2 separate regions of the Sus scrofa genome follow, and region 2 is linked to region 1. Evidence: chromatin contacts called from public promoter capture Hi-C data. All regions are on one chromosome and are shown on one strand. The core of a region is the stretch at or near the end of the contact, and the rest is flanking DNA. Distances in the headings are between cores, read along the strand shown. Region 1 holds the start of INTS14 (von Willebrand factor A domain-containing protein 9). Region 2 holds the start of RAB11A (RAB11A, member RAS oncogene family).

Region 1 (4,228 bases), core at 968-3,467:
AAGTACTATATAGAACACACCTGGGAGTTCCCATCACGGATCAGTGGTTAACGAACCCCACTAGTATCTATGAGGACGTGGGTTCGATCTCTGGCTTTGCTCAGTGGGTTAAGGATCTGACATTGCCGTGAGCTGTGGTGTAGGTCCCAGATGCAGCTTGGATCCCGAGTTGCTGTGGCTGTGGTGTAGGCCGGCAGCTACAGCTTCAATTCGACCCCTTGGCTGGGAACCTCTATATGCCTTGGATGTGGCCCTAAAAAAAAAAAGACAAAAGACAAAAAAACCCCAACAAACAAACAAACAAAAAACTACATGGAAACAGTGCTTTGTACTCAAGGGATCCAGGTTGTTGTACTCTGTTTTGGTGCCTCTTTATAACTAATTTTTGGACCATCAGTTTGTATTCCACAGTAATTCTTATATTCCACAGTAATTCTTTGTAATCATCCTCTTTCCAATTTGCTGATTCTTGGCTACTGTGAGCTGGAGAGCCAAGTAATCCAGCTTGATAAAAATTGATAAAAACTGTGTCCAAAGTCAAAGTTAACAGCCTCTGAGAGCCTGTGGGTTTCTTGTGGTACCAAAAGCATGAGTTTAGGCATATCAACTTGATACAATTTCACCTACTCAGTCTTTCCAGGTCCTTTCTGGGTCTCAGCTGCGTTGTTCAAGAAATGAGGTCTTGTGCAATACTGGTTCAAGCTACATTACATTAGACCATGAGCTCGTGAAGCCCGGGGACAGTGTGGAATTTTGCCCACAAAGGTCTCCTCAGAACCTATCGCAGCAATTGGTGCATAGCACACTCTTGACAAATACTTGACAATGACTAGTGAACTACCCCAAGCACCGATATAACATTAAGTCTTTAGCAAAACACATGATAAATTTTAACTCAGGACACCAGAAACATACTTCCTCCTCTCCTCATTCAGGCAGAGATATCAGGGACTCCTATGCATTCTGCTCAGGTACAGTGTATCCAGCTCCTACAGTATTCCCATTCATGCACTGAGGCCTTTATGTTACTGAAAGTGGGGGATAGGAAGTACTGGCCTCTCCTCTTAGGAGAAAGGGATACAGGATACACAGATTTAGATCATATACAAGAGAGCATTTCCAGTTCATGCAATCTGCTGTAACACTGGAATGGGAGACTCTAACTGGCAGACTTCCCTTCTGGGATCTGGCTCCTTCTTCTGACTGATGTATTTGTGTCTGCCAGCAAAAACACCTCCTTAACAATGGGAAAGTCATAGGAAACCAATTTAGAACTTAGGTTGTAAGCAGAAGTAAAAGATGGAAGTGAATGTTCTAGAAGGATAGTTCACTTAAGCAGCCTAGGCCTGATTTAAAAACAAACAAAAACCTTGCCCACACAGTCCAGCAATTTTGTGAAAACACCATGTAATTTCTTTTTTCCTTAAATCCTCCACCCCACCCCCACCCCTTTTCCATAAGTACTGTTTACATACAATGCTTAAGACAACCAGTGCGGTTTTTTTTCCCCTCAAGAACAGTGTACTCCTGAGAATATATCTCAGCCCCTTGACTTGGCCATCTCCATCACCTACACATTTATAATTCTTCCCGGAAGAAGCCAATTAGCTCATTCATAAAGAACTGATTCTGAGCAGTTTTCCTCACAAAGCGTGATTCTACTCGAATTTCTCGAGAACTGCTCACCAACTCTTAAGTTGCCTTGTTGACCTGACATCCCTCGCCCAGAGGAATCCCTCCCGCGTTCTCAATTACAACTTTATCTGCTAACCTGGAAATACAGAACTTCTGCATTTGGATCTCATCTGCCTGGGGATTTAGTTTTACCTTAAAGTGAGCCCCAAAATTTTGAGATCTGGAAGTCTCTAATGGGAAGAGGTGGCGAAGGGGGCCTGGGCAGGGGGCCGAAATCGTGATGCTAATGAGGAGCGATGATCCCGCGAGGCAAAGCGAGGGGAGGCCAGCACCCCGGAACTGGCGCCGCAGAGACTGCCCGAGGCCGCCGTGGCGGCGGGAAGGCCGGGCTTTGACCCCGAGTAATCCTCCGCCGCCGACCCCTTCTCCTGCAACCCCAACAAGCAATCAAAGACAAGCTAGAGACTCCGGCCTCCCTCCCTCACCCCGTGCCCCATCAACCGCACAGTCCGTCCTCAAAACTTTCCGCCGGAGCGCCGAGGCCGGAACTATAGGTCCGCCGGACAAAAGGAACTCTGCGCCCGGGATGCGCAAGGCGCTAGGGGCGGGGCTTTAAGAATTTCGTGGGCGGGCACTGACTCCGCGGCGAAGCTTCCGGGCCCGTCTTGCTCAACGCCTTTCTTCCTAACATTTTATCCGTGACGACAGTGACGAACTCGCTCCCCGCAAGTCTCCAACTCCACCTCTGTCTCTGCCTCTTCCCTCCCTCCCCCCTCTCCGGCTTTTCCCCATTTACCTGGCCTCCTTCCCACCCGTTGACCCTTGGGCTTCACCTGTCCTGGGAACCCTTCCTACTCTCTCCTCACTCACCTGGGCCCCTTGGTGCACCAGCCTAACCCTCACTGATATTTGCCCCTCTTCCCCGTCCCTCTTCAAACCCCACACTCGTATCACCTCCGAAACAGTTGACAGAATCCTCTTCCTGCGCTTTTTAAATGAATTCGTGCCTGAGGAGGGCTCATATTAAGCATACTGTGTATCTCTCATAGCTGACCTGAGCCAGTTTCCGCGTTAAAACTTTTAACTCTTGATCTCCTCAGTCCAGATGCTCACTTTATCCCCCATGCTTGAGGGGAGCAGAGAGAGGGTTGAGTCCATTCCCCTGCCCTGGCCCTGCTAAGAGATTTGCACTCAGGCTTTCCAAGGGCATCTTCGGCCCTTGCCTACCCCTCCTTTGGCCACCTGGTGTCCCCATAGCAGCCTGTGCCTCATCGAGGGCTTTGCGGGCACAGGCGGTGACTTTCTTTATACCTTTCTTTATATCCTCATAGGGAGCCAGGAAATGCCAGCTAGAGGTAGGCCTAAATGGATGCCAGCAGGCCCCCTGGGTGGTTGTGGTTCAGAGAACAATGTTGTACCACCTAGATTACTAGTGGAAACAGGCCTCTAGAAGCCTTATGCCTTTGACAATTTCTTTTGGTTAGTGGGTTGAGGTGAGGTAGGGGGCCAGTTAAGCAGGGAGGATGCTTTGAATCATGAAACTGAGGCTGTCTGACTTTTCACAGCTTGTTCTGTGGAAGAGCGTGGGCTCCAGTTCCTTGTAGTTCTTTCCTGTCACATCCTTGTATCAGGTGGCAGAGGAAGGCACATCAGTCCCTGGGAATGTCCCTGCAAGCATCAGAGCCCAGGGCCTGGCAGACTGCCCTGTTTGCTTCAGAACTTCTCAACTTGGAATTCTCGTCATGGTGCAGCGGAAACAAATCCGACTAGGAACCTTGAGGTTGTGGGTTCGATCCCTGGCCTTGCTCAGTGGGTTAAGGATCTGGGCTGCCATGAGCTGTGGTGTAGGTGGCAGTCCCGGCTCGGATCCCACATTGCTGCTGTGGGTGGCTGTGGTGTAGGCTGGTGGCTACAGCTCTGAGGACCCCTAGCTTGGGAACCTCTATATGCCATGGGTGTGACCCTAGAAAGACAGAAGATACAAGAAAAAAAAACCAACTTCTCAACTTGGCTGGTCTCACCATCTCAAGACCTTGTTATGCATGAGCAGGCAAAGGGATCTAGGTAGGTAAAGCTGCAACCTAATTACTTAGTTCTCATTTTTAAGTCTTTCCCTCATGGAGGGATGCGGCCAAGAATATGTGGGGAAAGGAGTTGTTGAGCTATCCCTAATGTGATGACTCAGCCCTGTGGTCACGGTTCTCCTGGTAGTTCCAGCTTAGTTCCATTAAGATTCATTACCTTACCCAGTTCTACAGATTAAGTTTATTAGTTTGCTGATGGGTGATTAGGTCTTGGTTACCTAGTTCTTCTGATTACAGACCAGGAAAGTGAAGGGAATTTGTGCAGATTGACCATAAAATGTGTAAATACCAAGAGGACCATAACACTTAGGGCAGCTGGTAAGTCCTTTCGTTTTTGTTTTTTAATTCATAGTAGGATCCCATTAAAAATCAAAGTTTGTTAAGTGAATACAAAATCAGTGAATATTAGCACAAAGAGAATATCTTAAAGGAGATGTCTCAAGCCATAGCTGATGAACGAGTTTCTTTTTCCCACTTGGGAGACCTAGGATTTTTGTGTTTCTATACAT
Region 2 (4,285 bases), core at 1,361-3,860, 260 kb after region 1:
CCCCCTCCCAAATGTTCAGAGGAGTGCTCAGGTGTTCCCCAGGAAAAGAGTGCTGTGGTTTGGTGTGCTGATTTAAAGGGAAATACACAACATGAGAGTTGTGAGTTTTATTCAAGGTCTTGCTGATGACTATAGCCCTCTAGGTAGTTTTCAGAAACTGCTCCTAAGAGGTCAGGGTAGGTAACTGCAATAGGTTGTGATTTAACCCTTATATCACTGGATGGTGAACAATAGTCTTTGCTCTTTTTTTGTTCACAGGTGAATCTAGGAAGTGCTAAGTTCAGCACAGTTAAAATTTTTTGTCTTCAGAGTGGCATATTTAGACTTTAAAATACCAGTGTGCTAGGGGACCTTCTAAGGTAGGGAAAACCATGTACAGTGCTTCTCAATTTATTGAAACATGCAGTTCCTTCTTTTGAGGAATACTATTGACCTTCTCAGGACACACCATTGAGAAACAATGACTTAAGGGAAAAAGTTCATAATTCTTCCTCGAGCATGAATGGCCTTGCTCAACATGCTCTTATCATCTAATTTCCTCCATTTCCCCACATAAGTTTCCTTACTTTCTTCAGGGGTCAATGCTAGTTCCTCTTCTTCCAGGGAGTTCTTCCTAATTATCTCAGCCCCTCTGAACTGTGGCATGTTGCCAGAACTCTCCTTCAGGCCTGTCTGGTAACTGATACTCCCCCTTTTCTTGCATCCATCCTGACTATCTACCTGAGTTGTGCTAGGAGTGTCATAAGTGATCTGTAGTACACATAATGTTTAGCTGTTTGAGTAATTTTGTTCTCCTCTAACATGGATAATGCTCAAGGCAGTATCTAGGCCTTAGGTAAACCTTCTGTTGCTTTATACTGTCACAGAAAGCATCGAAAATGGCACTGTATTAGTTTTCTATTGCTGCTGAAACAAATTACCACAAACTTAGCGACTTAAAGCAACACACATTTATTATTTTGTAATTCTGTAGGTCAAAAGTCTGACATGAGTCTCACTGGGCTAAAATCAAGATGTCAGCAGGGCTGTGTTCTTTTCTGGGGGGCCTTAGGGAAGAATCAATTTCCTTGCCTTTTCCATCTTCTATAATAAGCTTCTATGTTCCTAGGCTCCTGGCCCCCTTTCTCCATGTTCAAAGCCACATGGGCTGGTTGAGGCCTTCTCACATGACATCACTGACCTCCTCTGTCTACCCTACTTTTAAGAACACTCGAGAGGACATTTGGCGCACCTGAAGAATCCATGCTAATCTCCCTATTTTATTTCTTTTAATATGTATTTATTAATGATTTTTATAATCTCCCTATTTTATAGTCAGTTGATTTGCAACCTTAAGTCCATCTGCGAACGCAATTCCCCTTTGCCATGTAACCTAACATATTCACAGTTCCTTGGGACTGAGAAGTGAACATCTTTGGGGCACCATTATTCAGCTTACTACAGGTACCCTTGCCCCAAAGTCTAAATTGCATATAGGTGGTAGTGGGGTTTGACAATAAAGGGGAAAAACTTTTTAGCCTAACAAACTCTCTTAAAATACAGGGAGGTACTGCTGTGTGGTCTTCGGTAATCTCTTGAGGCTCCCCATCCACATTTCCGCTAAAATGTTAATTGCCATCCTTTGCTCTGTGTGTTAAATGAAATAATTATGTAACTAGGTTTAGCTTAGGGGATGACAAATAGGGTGCAAGAAGTTCTTGATGAATTTTGAGGAGGAGGGTGGGCGAGGTTCTTTGAATGACATCTGGAGATGGTTTGAGAAATTCCTGGAGAAATGGAATTCTAGCAAAAGGAATTCTGATTCTAGCAAAAGGAATCAGGTGTCACGGAAGCTTTGGAATTCAGGTTTAAGTCCAAAGGCCCATTTTAAAAAAATGAAGCGCAGAGGCTACTTAGAAAGCACCTAGGTGACAGCACAGAACTTAAGAGGGAACTATATGAAGTTTTCCCAGGCAAAGACATGTGTCATTTCCTCTCTACTTAGTTCAAGGACAGATATACCATGGTTGTACCTCGATCACCTAGTGAATAAGTAAATGAATTATAAAAACATAGCTAGGAAAAAGTGTCCTAGGTTCCACCGAGATTTGAACTCGGATCGCTGGATTCAGAGTCCAGAGTGCTAACCATTACACCATGGAACCGACACGCTCAAGAGGCCGCCTTCGGCTCTCTAATCCTTAGATAACCCCGCCCCCATCCACAGTTCCACCAAAGGAATCAGTGTTGCAGTGCTCTCCAGCGCCCGGCTTCTCCGCCTGGCGGCCCGCGGAATAAAGGAGACCAGGAAGTGTGGTGAGCAGCAGCTGGGAGTGCGGTCAGTCGACAGGCCGGGGCTCAGTAGCTCCTCGGAACCTTCTGGAGTGGCTCAGAACTTGAGACCCACGAGGTTCACGCCTACCGCCTTCTTGGATTCAGGGGCGGAGTACTGCCTCCCCGGAAGTACTTCCCCTTAGGGGCTGGGGCCTGCCGGAAGTGGCGTAGCGGCAGGGAGGGGTTCTTCACCCGGTCCGGCAGCTGAAGCTCGGCGCTTGGGTTACCCCTGCAGCGACGCCCCCTGGTCCCACCGGTCTCTCTACTGCTCCCGCCCCTTCGCTCCTCCGCCTGGCCATGGGCACCCGCGACGACGAGTACGACTACCTCTTCAAAGGTGAGGCTGTGGGCTCTCGGACAGGCCCCCGAGTCCCGGTTCGGGGGCCTGGGACACTCCCGGGGGACCCGCCCGGCGGGCTGCCCCGGCTCTGAGATTGGCCTTCCTCAGCCCTTCCTCTCAGTGCGGTTCGTTTTGCCGTCTCGCAGCTCAGTCCCTTTTTTTCCCCCTCACTTAGGCTCCACACTGGCTCTTAGCGACCTCCCCGGAGGCCTTAGGAAGCCTCAGCGTCCCTACCGTGCCCCCTTCTCGCTGCTGACTGCCTTCTCCCACATCGCCTTCCTTATTTCCCGGGTTCCACGGCCTCTTCAAAGGGGAGCCCCTCCCACCTTCCATCTTTTCGGGTTGGGCGCCCCCTCAGCAGACATCCCGAGCCCCTCTGACAGGCCTTTCTCTTTGCTCCCACACCTTTCCTTCGGCGCACACTTCCACTACAGGTCTTTTTCTTATCAACCTCCCTTTCCCCTTGGGCAAGCCTCTCCTCTGCGTCTCCTCACGCCCCTCCCCACGGCCAGACGCCTCTCCTAGTCCGGTTCTCCCATCTCCTTGGCCAGGCCCTGGTTAAAACCCAAACGGGCCAGCGGCCCCACCCCCACCCGCCCCACAGCTCTCGAGGTCCGTAACCTTCGCGCACAGCCCCCGTGGTTGGTAACTCTTTTTCTGCCTCCTCTCCCCACATAGTTTAGTTTAGGAGCTCTCCCGTGTCTCCTGTGCGACCCTGAGGGTGGTGGTGGTGGTGGTGGGGGTTAGGGCAAGAGGGATGGTCCCATCACCCACGCGCGTACTTGTCGCAGTGACCGGCAGACCGATGTGACTTGCACCCATCCTTTTTTTCTCCTACCCTCCCTACCCAGCGGCAACCAGCCCAGGATAACTCTTAACACTGCTCCCGACAAGGGGTTGCGGATGGGTGGCGGCTGTTATCCTTGCCAGACCTGAAGGCCCAGTTCCTGAGCAGGAAAGGTTGTGCGCTGCACAAATACTAGCTTGCTTTATCGCTATGGACTGGTTGCTTCCTGCTGCAACACTGGGAGGATCCAACCTTTTGGTGTTTTTAGAACAGGAAGGGAAGAGTCCTAGTTGGTCACATACCTTTGCCAAAATATGGGAGTTGGGAGGGGGGCGCATGGCGAAGTTGTGTGCTCTTTGGTCAAATTAAATATTTTTTATAAGATAGGGAAACATGTAGTGCCCTTGGACAAAACATTGGAGGGTGGAGTGAAGAAAAATTGCTTATTGGCTAGTCCAGAAAGAATCCAAATAGTTTGTTTTTTTTTTTAATCAACAAAGATAAAAGGTACAGTTTTCAGAGAGAAAAGTACAGTAAATGCTTTTTTTGTTCAGTGAATGCGCTCTCTCTGATGCTCTTTCTCTGCTCCTGAATTAGGAGGGCAGCCATCAGTAGTATGCTGAACAAAGATCATTACCAGGGAGGAAGAAGCCATTGCTATTAAAGCTTTACAGTGGAGGGTGGAGTTAAAAAAGAATGTTAAGCTTGGTGACTGTGTCTGACTTTGCCACTGGGTGCTGAGAATGGTTGACTAAACAAAGCGAGAAACATTGCTTTACCAGTACTTTGCGAATCTTGGCATTATAGCTGATGATATACCTTTATAAGCACTTAGTCTTCTCAAG

Evidence for each region. Promoter capture Hi-C pulls out the DNA fragments that hold promoters and counts their contacts.
Region 2: a contact with region 1 is called in a promoter capture Hi-C map of fetal liver, with 2.7 times the contacts expected there. The contact joins the promoter of RAB11A here to the promoter of INTS14 in region 1. A contact is called at or near these places in 2 of 5 promoter capture datasets (fetal liver and liver), 2 of 47 Hi-C or Micro-C datasets (epiblast stem cells and heart right ventricle) and 1 of 2 datasets of contacts at active chromatin or transcription factors (alveolar macrophages).

What each region holds. Positions count from the first base shown.
Region 1 is chr1:163,600,968-163,605,195 of Sscrofa11.1, forward strand. It overlaps INTS14 (von Willebrand factor A domain-containing protein 9), which reads right to left and starts at 2,218. Exons shown (of 12, transcript XM_005659853.3): 1 at 1,828-2,218. SLC24A1 (sodium/potassium/calcium exchanger 1) reads left to right here and starts at 2,256. Exons shown (of 9, transcript XM_021100202.1): 1 at 2,256-3,699.
Region 2 is chr1:163,855,644-163,859,928 of Sscrofa11.1, forward strand. RAB11A (RAB11A, member RAS oncogene family) reads left to right here and starts at 2,611. Exons shown (of 5, transcript NM_001031788.1): 1 at 2,611-2,650. The coding sequence starts at 2,611. It overlaps TRNAQ-CUG (a tRNA gene), which reads right to left and starts at 2,144; the gene lies at 2,073-2,144.